2 separate regions of the Macaca mulatta genome follow, and region 1 is linked to region 2. The links are chromatin contacts, called in public Hi-C maps. All regions are on one chromosome and are shown on one strand. The core of a region is the stretch at or near the end of the contact, and the rest is flanking DNA. Distances in the headings are between cores, read along the strand shown. Region 1 holds the start of MEIS2 (Meis homeobox 2). Region 2 holds the start of CDIN1 (CDAN1 interacting nuclease 1).

Region 1 (4,439 bases), core at 975-3,474, 540 kb before region 2:
CCCACCCGTCTCTACTAAAGACACAAAAAATTAGCCAGGCGTGGTGGCGCACGCCTGTAATCCCAGCTCCTCAAGAGGCTGAGGCAGGAGAATCGCTTGAACCCGGGAGGCGGAGGTTGTAGTGAGCCGAAATCGCGCCACTGCACTCCAGCCTGGGCGACACGGCGAGATTCCGTCTCAGAAAAAAAAAAAAGAAAAGAAAAAGAAAATAAAGAAAGAAAAAATATAGAAATCATCAATCTGTCTGAATTGTTTTTACTTACACTGCCAGGGAAGGAACGTTTTTCTAGAAATGCGACTTAAGTTTTTTTAAATGAAAGCTATAGAGATGCTAACTCACTTTACAGTATCACTGTAAAAACAGAAAAAGAAACAGAAGGTAGCAATGTTGAATGTTTAAACCCTGCAAGGCAGAAGTTCCGCGTGAAGTTGATCTTTACAAAAAAGGTTTATCAAGGACACTGAGGAGTCTCCTTTAAAAAGAAACGTTACTGGCACTTATTGAACAAGACATTTGAAACAACAATAATCCTATTGGCGACGATAAACTTAAATTCCTAAACTGAATTTAAGAATAATGAGAAGAGTAAAAACAGTACAAACTTCTCAGCCAGCGGCGCTGCACCGGGAACTTGGACCCACCAACATCAACAGCTTTGCAAAGTCGAAAACGCTCCGCCGCGAGAGCAGACTGTGGTTTTTTCCCCTCCACACCCCGCCGCCCTCTCAAACCTCCCGGTCCCGGCTAAACTGAACTCGCCTGTCGATTGAAATAAAATTCTGCAGACCAACTTTTTCTTTTCTCTTTCATCTTCTTTTCTTTTTTACTCACCTTCTCTTAAATGTCGACGAGCAACTCAGCAACAAATAAGAAGGATACTTTTAATCTTGTAGTTCTTCTAGGAAAAAAAAAAAAGAGTACGTGGAGGAAGTACCCTCCCCCCAACCTTCAGATTTCCTACCCGTCGGCTCTAGCAGGCTTGAAGCCGGGCAAAAAGAGTGGCTGAAAACCGGGGCTACACTCTCCTCCCTGAAGCTCCGTGAGTCCGGCCGTCCCTGCTCGGGCCACTGGGCAGAAACCTCGCGGCCCGCAGCCCCTCTCCCTGGCGTCGCGCTATCCGCGCCTCTGCCAGCCCCTTCGCACTATCTTTCTTTATATGTGAGGGCCGATTTCCCGCAGACATCATTGTTATGATGGCTCATTTAATCAAACTGTTTAATTGCTCTGGTAATCACTATCATCATCACAGGTGCTCAATCATTCATCATTTTTGGAGGGCTTTATTGACCTCCCGAGTTCATTCCTCAGCCCTATTAAAACGAGGCCAAATTTCTCCGACTCCGCTTGGAGTCTCTGCAGTCTGCAATCTTAGCCTAGTTTCTGTTGCTCGAAAGCTTACAGTGAAGCAGTGAAAATGGAAAGGGGGCCAAAAAAAAAAAAGAGCCCTCCCACCCGCCCTCCTCCCCGCTCTTTCTCTCTCTCTCTCTCTCTCTCTCACACACACACACACACACCACACACACACGCACACACAGTACTTTATTCTCTCTAATCAACCTCCCCCACCCCACCCTCCCTCCGCGGGAAAGTCGGATAGACGCGGCGCGCGGAAGACACTCTACTCTCCACTTCCCAGAATGGGTTCAAAGTTGGGGAGGGATGCGGCTGTGGGGGAACAACAGTCCGCTTTCCACTCTCTGGGCCAGGGACTCGGAGGGCGAGAGCGAGAAGTTGGGGAGAGGGCGCGCTTCCAGCGCCTGTCCCGGCCGGGCCGCGCCACACGGGGCCGAGGCGCGGCGGGGGCTGCTAGGCTGCGCGGCTCGCGCCGGGTGACCGTGGCTCCGCCCCCAACTCCGGGCTCGTCGTGATTGACGCGCGGCCGCCGGGAAACCAGCGGCGCAGAGGTGAAGCCTGGTGCAGCTTGGGCCAGGGAGGACCAGACACCGGCAACAACTAGTTTCCACCCAAACGGTGTGGGGTAGTTCCTTTCCTTTCCTTTTCCTTTTTGGAAAAGTTCTTTCGGAGCTGGCCCCATCTTCCTGACCCCGCGAAATCGCCCCTGTGTAATTAACACAGCCCTTAGCAGGCGTTACCGCGGCCCGCCGCTGCGCCTCGGGCGACCACAACAAAGCTGGGCTGTGAGCGCCGGCCACTCCTCCTCGCCCGGCAACTTCTTTCTCCCCCTCTTTCCCTCCTGTGCTTCCCAGCTCTGAGTAAGATCCACTTTGGAGACGCACACTCGTCGCGCGCGCGCGCGCGCGCACACACACACACACACACACACGCCCTTGGTTACATCGGACCCAAATGACTCTCTCTTCACTTCCTCCCTCCCGATTCCGCCGCAGCCCCCAAAGACTCTCGGGGTGGCCCCTTGTCCGCACCGCTGGGAAGGAGTGTGCTCTGAATTAAGCTGGTCTCTTCTGTTCCTGGAAAAAAATGAGTATTGACAAGGTTGCTGGATCTGCGCAGAAAAGAAAGTGCCACTTAATAAAAAATTTAGCCCGGCAATGGTACGGTCTGCAGAGCTTGCTGCCCTTGGACGTTAGCAGGAAGCCTTCGGGGTGCTGTAATCGGCGGGCAGAGGAGAGGGAGGCCGCGGAATTAAAAGGAACAAAAGCTAGAGCGCCATGCCAAACGTCTCCGACAAGACCCGGTTAGGCAGGAGCCGGGAGTGATGGGAAAATGAACTAGAAGTAAGTTTTTGAAAAAAAAAAAAAAAATGAAAAGATCTGAGGCGGTACCGTACTTTCCCTGTGGTTTTCTGCAGTTTTCCTCTCTGCGCTCTCCCTGTCCTCTTCTCTCTCTCTCCCCCTCTCCCTCTCTCCCTGTTCGCGCGCGCGCACAACACACACACGCGCACGCACACACACACACTCTCACACACACACACACACACTCTCCCCTTCCTCCCCCCGCCGTTCCCCATCCCCGTGGAGGAGCAGGCTCGCTGATTTGCTCGGGTCCGCCCGGCTCGAGCCTCCCCTCCCCCTCCCGCCCCCCGCCTCCCCCGCCCCCCCAGCCGGGGCTGTCCGATCGCACTCGTTGCATATCAGAGGCTCCGCGCGGCGCGCTCCTCCTCGCTCCCGCTCCCCACTCCCGGGATGTGTCTCCGCCGTACGACGGGCTATGGCCACCACGACTTCCGGGTTCCGTCATTTCGTTCTCCCGCCGCCGACCCGCGCCGCCAAACTGAGGCTCTTCAATAAGCCAGGCAGCAGCCAACCTGCCAACACCTACTGACACTCACTCATCTCCCAGAGAGAGAAAGAGAGCGAGAGAGAGCGAGCGCGAGAGAGCGAGCGCGAGTGAGAGCGAGCGAGCGAGCGAGAAAGAGAGAGAGGGAGAGACAAAATACCTACCAGGAAAGGGGGGGAGGAAGTCCAATTTTTGCAAACTATTCATTTTTTTTCTTGATTTTTCTCACTGCTTTCTTTGAACAATACTTTAAAGAGAGAGGATCGTATTATAGATACCGCGGGGGCAAAGCTAAAAAAGGGGGGAGGGGGGAGGAAAAAATTCAAGAAGCAGAAACCCCTCGCGGAGTTTTACTGGAAGAAAAAAACGGGTCTGAAAGATTCCTCCTCTTCATCATCATCAACCATCATTCATTCACTACCTTGACATTCCGGGCTTTGATTGACAGCTGGAGTGGCAAAAAGCCATGAAACACGACAGTTCGGTTACATGTGGGCTGCTGACGGGCCGCTCGTAACCTTCAGTTCGGGGGCTTGACAATTTTTTTCTTCTTTTTCTTCTTTTTCTTTTCTTTCTTTCTTTTTTTTTTTTCCAACTGAGGGGAAGAGAAGAGAAAGAGTGGGAAAGGAGGACCGAAGAGGAGGAGGAGGGGTGGGGGGAGGAGGAGGTGGAGGAGGAGGAGGAAGATCAGGAGGAGGAGGAAGAAGAGGAAAAAAGAGAAAAAGAAGAAATATCACAGAAAAAAAAAAAAACTCTTCGTTGTCTTGCCTGGGCTTTTTTTCCCCCCTAAAAAATAACATATTGGAGAATTGGGAGAAGTCTCTTTGGTTTGGAAAAAAAAAAAGGAATCTTCAGCCTAGATCACTTTATTATCCGGACTGGGATATTAAATATACGACACATCCAGGAGTTTATTGGAGCGCAGACTGATGGCGCAAAGGGTAGGTTTAAATCTCCAACACTTACCTAGATATAAATCCTCTCCTAAGAGGGGCCTGTCCCGATGCCTCCTCTCCCTTCAACGCTTCTGCTGCTGCTCGCTGCTTGATTATGGCGGCCAGTATTTTAAAAAATAGCAAAATTATTCATCGGCTTCTTTCCCCCCCGTGCCTCTGCGTGTGTGCGAGTGTGTGTGCGTGCGTGTGTGCGTGTCTGGGCGCGCGTGTTCCAGCGCTGTGCGAGCGGGCGGGCGGCGAGTGCGTGTGAGTGGTGTGTGTGTGTGCGTGTGCAATCGTTACAC
Region 2 (4,923 bases), core at 1,658-4,157:
TCAGATTTAAGTATCTGGCAGACATTTTCTCAAAAATAAACAACGTGAGCCTGTCATTTCAAGGAAAACAACTGATAGCATTTGTTGTTAATGATAAAATTTGAGCTTTCAAGGGAAAATTCACATACTGGAATGCTCATATCCATCACCACAAGCTTGACAGCTTCAAATCTTACAGACTTCTGCTAAGATTAGAGATGATATTAACAAATGTAATTTTTTGATACTGTACAATGAAAGGTGACAACATTTGGAAGATCTGCATAACTCATAAGCAACATTTTACAAAGGAATAATGCATGATAACAAATCAGGCATGGGTAAAAGATCCATTCAAAGTTCAAAATAGGCCAATGGATTATCATATAGTAAGGTAACAATCACCTTGATATGGTGATTCACCCACCTCGGCCTCTGCAGTAGCTGTGTCTGGGTCTAAAGGCACATGCCACCACACCCAGCTACTTTTCTGGATTTTTATTAGAGACAGGGTTTTGCTATGTTGCCCAGTCTGATCTTGAACTCCTGGCCTCAAGCGATCCTCCCGTCTTGGCCTCCCAAAGCACTGGGATTACAGGCGTGAGCCACCACACCCACCCCTAAATAGCTCTTTAATCCCCTCTTTTGTGGATTAGTAGTTCAGCTCTCTCTAAATAAACTTTCCTGTGGAAGGAGAGTTAGTTATTTATTCCCTGTATGGCATTTGGGAGAAGTGAAAAAGATTTGAGTATATCATGAATAAGAAAGAAAAGAGCATAAGAGAATACGCCAGACAGCATGGTGTCCCACAGGAAGAGAACCTTTCATAAGTGTTGATAAAGGCCGGGCGCGGTGGCTCAAGCCTGTAATCCCAGCACTTTGGGAGGCCGAGACGGGCGGATCACGAGGTCAGGAGATCGAGACCATCCTGGCTAACCCGGGGAAACCCCGTCTCTACTAAAAAATACAAAAAACTAGCCGGGCGAGGTGGCGGGAGCCTGTAGTCCCAGCTACTCGGGAGGCTGAGGCAGGAGAATGGCGTGAACCCGGGAGGCGGAGCTTGCAGTGAGCAGAGATCTCGCCACCGCACTTCAGCCTGGGCGACAGAGCGAGACTCCCTCTCAAAAAAAAAAAAAAAAAAGTGTTGATAAAGTAACAGACACTTACTTATTATGTAGACAAGGTATTTGCTAGAGAAAAGAAAGAAAAAGAGAAAAAGACGGAGAGGAAGAGAAAGAAAAGCAAAATTGCAAGTGATTGCACACATAGTGAGAGGAGAATATCAAAATGTATGCTTTCTCTTAAAAGTGCCCAGAAAAATCTACCTATTCCCTTGGCTGACTAGTCTTTACTCATTTCACTGTTCATGTGCAGAACTGGCAAGAGTTAATGACAGAAAATTAAATTATATGTCAATTTTGTTCCTTCTTAGCAAGTCTGATAAAATACTAAAAGCTATAAAGGGATAAATATTGCCCTAAATCAAATCTGGATAATATTGGAAAGAGACTCCTTCATTTTACAGACTGGGAAAACCAAGTCCTTCAAAAAGTGAAGTCATAACAGAACTCAAATTTATGCTTCAATTTGTACTTTAATACGTATTATCCAATAACCTCTCTTTCCTCAAGAAATTACTTCTGTGGTGATGTTTGCTTGGGGGCTGAATACGTCAAGGATGGGGAAGCTCTCCATTAGGGATAACCATGCTCAGCGCCACAAAACTAAACGGTACAGGTTTGGATTTGGTTTTTCATTAGGAAAAAAAGTTTTAAAAAAAATTATCTGCTTTTTAACACAACATAAATACAGTGACCTGGTTGCCCTCAACTGGTTCCTCATGTAATGTTTGGGTCTCAGTTTCCACTTCACTAAAATTAGAAATCTATATCATTCCCAAAGTCCTTTCTTAGAAAGTTGGATAATTCTAAAATCGCTGAAAAAAGAAGTGTTTGGGGGAGGACGGAAGTATGAAATACACCTGGAATGTGTGTATATATAATATATATGGAGAAACTTCAGATCTGGTTGTTCAAATGGCCAAAGACCCAAGAGCGGAATCCCTGGGGTACCCTGCTCTCTGATTGGATTGAGAGCCCTTGAGGTCACTTAATTCCACAGTCAACAATACAAGCCACAGTCAAACAGTATGAAGCCGCTTTACCCCTATACTCCCTTGTTTGTTTCCAGTGGCCAATTGAAAAGGGTTCTCCATTTCCTCCTTTCGAATCTACAATTCATATTCCCAGCCATCATTCATTCCTAGTATCTGTCAATTAACCTCTGGTCATTTATGAAGCACCTACTATGTGCACCCATCACCTAGCACATACCACGTCTTCTATAAATGTCTGTTGACTTGAATTTAATTGCAAGGCCTTGGGAGGCTGCCATGCACTCATCGTTAAGAGTTTTGTGCGGAAGGCGAGTGAAAGAAGAAACCATTTTTCGCCAACCTTGACCTCCTAACGCCTGACACTGGTGTTCCTCCCCACTAATGTGTGACACGTGGTTCCCAAGCGCTGCCTGGGCGGCCCAGGCACTGCTGCTGCAGGCAAAGGGCTGTGAGAGGGGAGAGATGGACACTTACCTGGGAAACCTCTGCTTCAGCTTCCTCAGGCTCTGCCTGGTGGGCGGCACAGACACTAGGCACTGGGCTATCTCCTCGTACTGAGCTTTGGTCAGTATCATGTTGGGCCAGGGACCAGGAGGTGACGGGAACAAGGAAAAAACACCCTGGGGCTCGAGTAGCCTTGGTGCCGAGGGATGAGGGATAGGCAAACAGCGGCACAGGCCCGGGTCCTCGCCTGCTTGGTTTGCCCCAATCCCCCCTGAAACACACCCCTAGCTGCAAAAGCGGGGCGGAGACTCGCCCGCTCTCAAGCTCCACCGGCACCTCCGCGGCGGGGGCGGGCTGTACACCCGAGTGCTCGTGCTTGGCTTACTGAGCAGCCGCAGTGGGTGCGGCCGAAGGCAACTAGCCGCCATGTCAGTTAAGGGCAAACCAACCAGGAAGTAGCAGCCACCCTTGGAAAGGCGCCGCGCCAGAGTTTCAGCGGGCAAATAGGTATCCCAGGCATCACCCACCTGGGATCAAAGGATCAACAAGGAATGCTTTGTACTCTCGCAATTACTAGAAGCCAGGGCGGCCTGACGCACAGACGAGGAGGCAGGTCTCATGAGTGCCCCGCGATCCTTCAGCGAGAGCCCCCGAAAGCCCCTGCCCGAGCGCGCGATTTGAATACACTTCCTAACGCGCCAGTTTGAGCGCTCCTCGGAGTGGAGACCGGCCTGCCGAGAAACCACGTCTTCACTCCACCAAGTCTGTCGTGGGTCGAGCAGGAAAACTCACTAGGGTCGCTGTAAACATAGTTTAGCTTGTGTTGAGGAAGTCCTACAACTTCTGTACATCGCGTGGAAGGCAATTTTGTCCTTGAGAAGCAGACTTGAAACAAATCCGACGTCATCAAACAGCCGGCAGTAAAGAATGTCACTTTCACTCCTTGCAGTGAGCTGCTTAAGGACTAAAATCGCATCTTATTGTCTTTGTAATCCAATTCTCAGAAAATAGTAGGCGCTCAATAAATATTTGGAGTAATGAGCCAATCTTTTTTTGTTTTCCATACATATTATGAATGGATCTCGGTTGTCCTAAAGCGATTTATTGGGATATCAGTCCCTCCTGTAATCTCTTTTCTAAAATCTCTTTGGTTCTTAGAAGGTCGTGTGTTGTGTTTCTCTTCTGATTTCAACAAGTTAAGCAAATGAAAGCAAAGGTGCTTAGACTTTAGAGAACCTGTAAGTGGTTTAAAATTTTTCGCCTGGATTAATGCCTGGGTTGGAAGTTTTAGATACACCTCCTTGAATAAATTCCTGAATCCATCGAAGCCTCATTTCTTTTGTCTGTAAAACTGATTTAATTCATGGGGGTGTTTTATCTGTGTATGTTTGATTTAGAGATGGGGTCTTACTCTGTCGCCCAGGCTGGAGTGCGGTGGCTCCATCATGGCTCTCTGCACCCTCGAACTCCTGGGCTCCAGCAATCTTCCCACCTCAGCCTCCCGAGTAGTTGGGACTACAGGCACATGCCACTACACCTGGCTAATTTTAAAAATTTTCTCTGGAGATGAAGTCTCCCTCTATTGACCAGGCTGGTCTCAAAACTCCTGACCGGAAGTGGTGCTCCAGCCTCTACCTCCCACAGTGCTAGGATTACAGGCATGAGCCACTTGGCCCGAGCATGGGCTGTTTTTAAGATTAATAGGCGAATACAAATACAAGATCACATAACGTGCTGTCTAGAAGATAGTCTATGTGAAATATTAGGTTGGTGCAAAAGTAACTGCAGTTTTGGCTATAAATAAATAGACTAAGTAAGACTACTTGATAAAAATGGACAGGGTGTTTACTAGGTATTGTTTTACAGGCTCCCCATGCACAGACTCGCTTAATCCTCATAACTTCCTGCGAGGCAGGTACTATTGCTATTATCTTCCTCTTCCCTTTTGTACAGAGTGAATAAACAAAGACATAAAAAGGTTAAGGAACTTCTAGAGGTCATGAGGATAAGTAGCAGTAGTAAGATTTAAACTCCTGAAATTTGGTGCCAGCGTCAGTGCTCTTGCCAACTTTCAGTAATGCTTAATTACTACATCAAACAGTCACACTGTCTTAAGCCAAAGGTTAAGGATTTTTTTTTTTAAAGGGAATATTGTACATTTCAAAGAATCTTTTAGCCTGGGTTTTTAAAAACTTTACTACTTTTAACTTTCTGAGGTATCTCAAAGTCCGATACCAACAGTGGATCCTGAACTGAACAACCAGAGTTTTTCCTGAATATTTACATCAGAATGTTTTCTTCCCATATGCTTTGCATCTAGCTCTGATTGTGTGACATTAGTACATAACTATTTATTTATGGCAGCGTGGCCTGGAGTTGCCACC

The links. Hi-C and Micro-C count contacts between places; a contact is called where the count stands out from the background.
Region 1: a Hi-C map of liver shows a contact between it and region 2, with 2.5 times the contacts expected there. The contact joins the promoter of MEIS2 here to the promoter of CDIN1 in region 2. A contact is called at or near these places in 2 of 14 Hi-C or Micro-C datasets (fetal cortex germinal zone and liver).

What each region holds. Positions count from the first base shown.
Region 1 is chr7:14,428,802-14,433,240 of T2T-MMU8v2.0, reverse strand. It overlaps MEIS2 (Meis homeobox 2), which reads left to right and starts at 2,224. Exons shown (of 13, transcript XM_077938694.1): 1 at 2,224-2,697. It overlaps LOC106999136 (a long non-coding RNA gene), which reads right to left and starts at 1,403. Exons shown (of 3, transcript XR_001445833.3): 1 at 833-1,403.
Region 2 is chr7:13,888,808-13,893,730 of T2T-MMU8v2.0, reverse strand. It overlaps CDIN1 (CDAN1 interacting nuclease 1), which reads right to left and starts at 2,907. Exons shown (of 12, transcript XR_013395314.1): 1 at 2,570-2,907.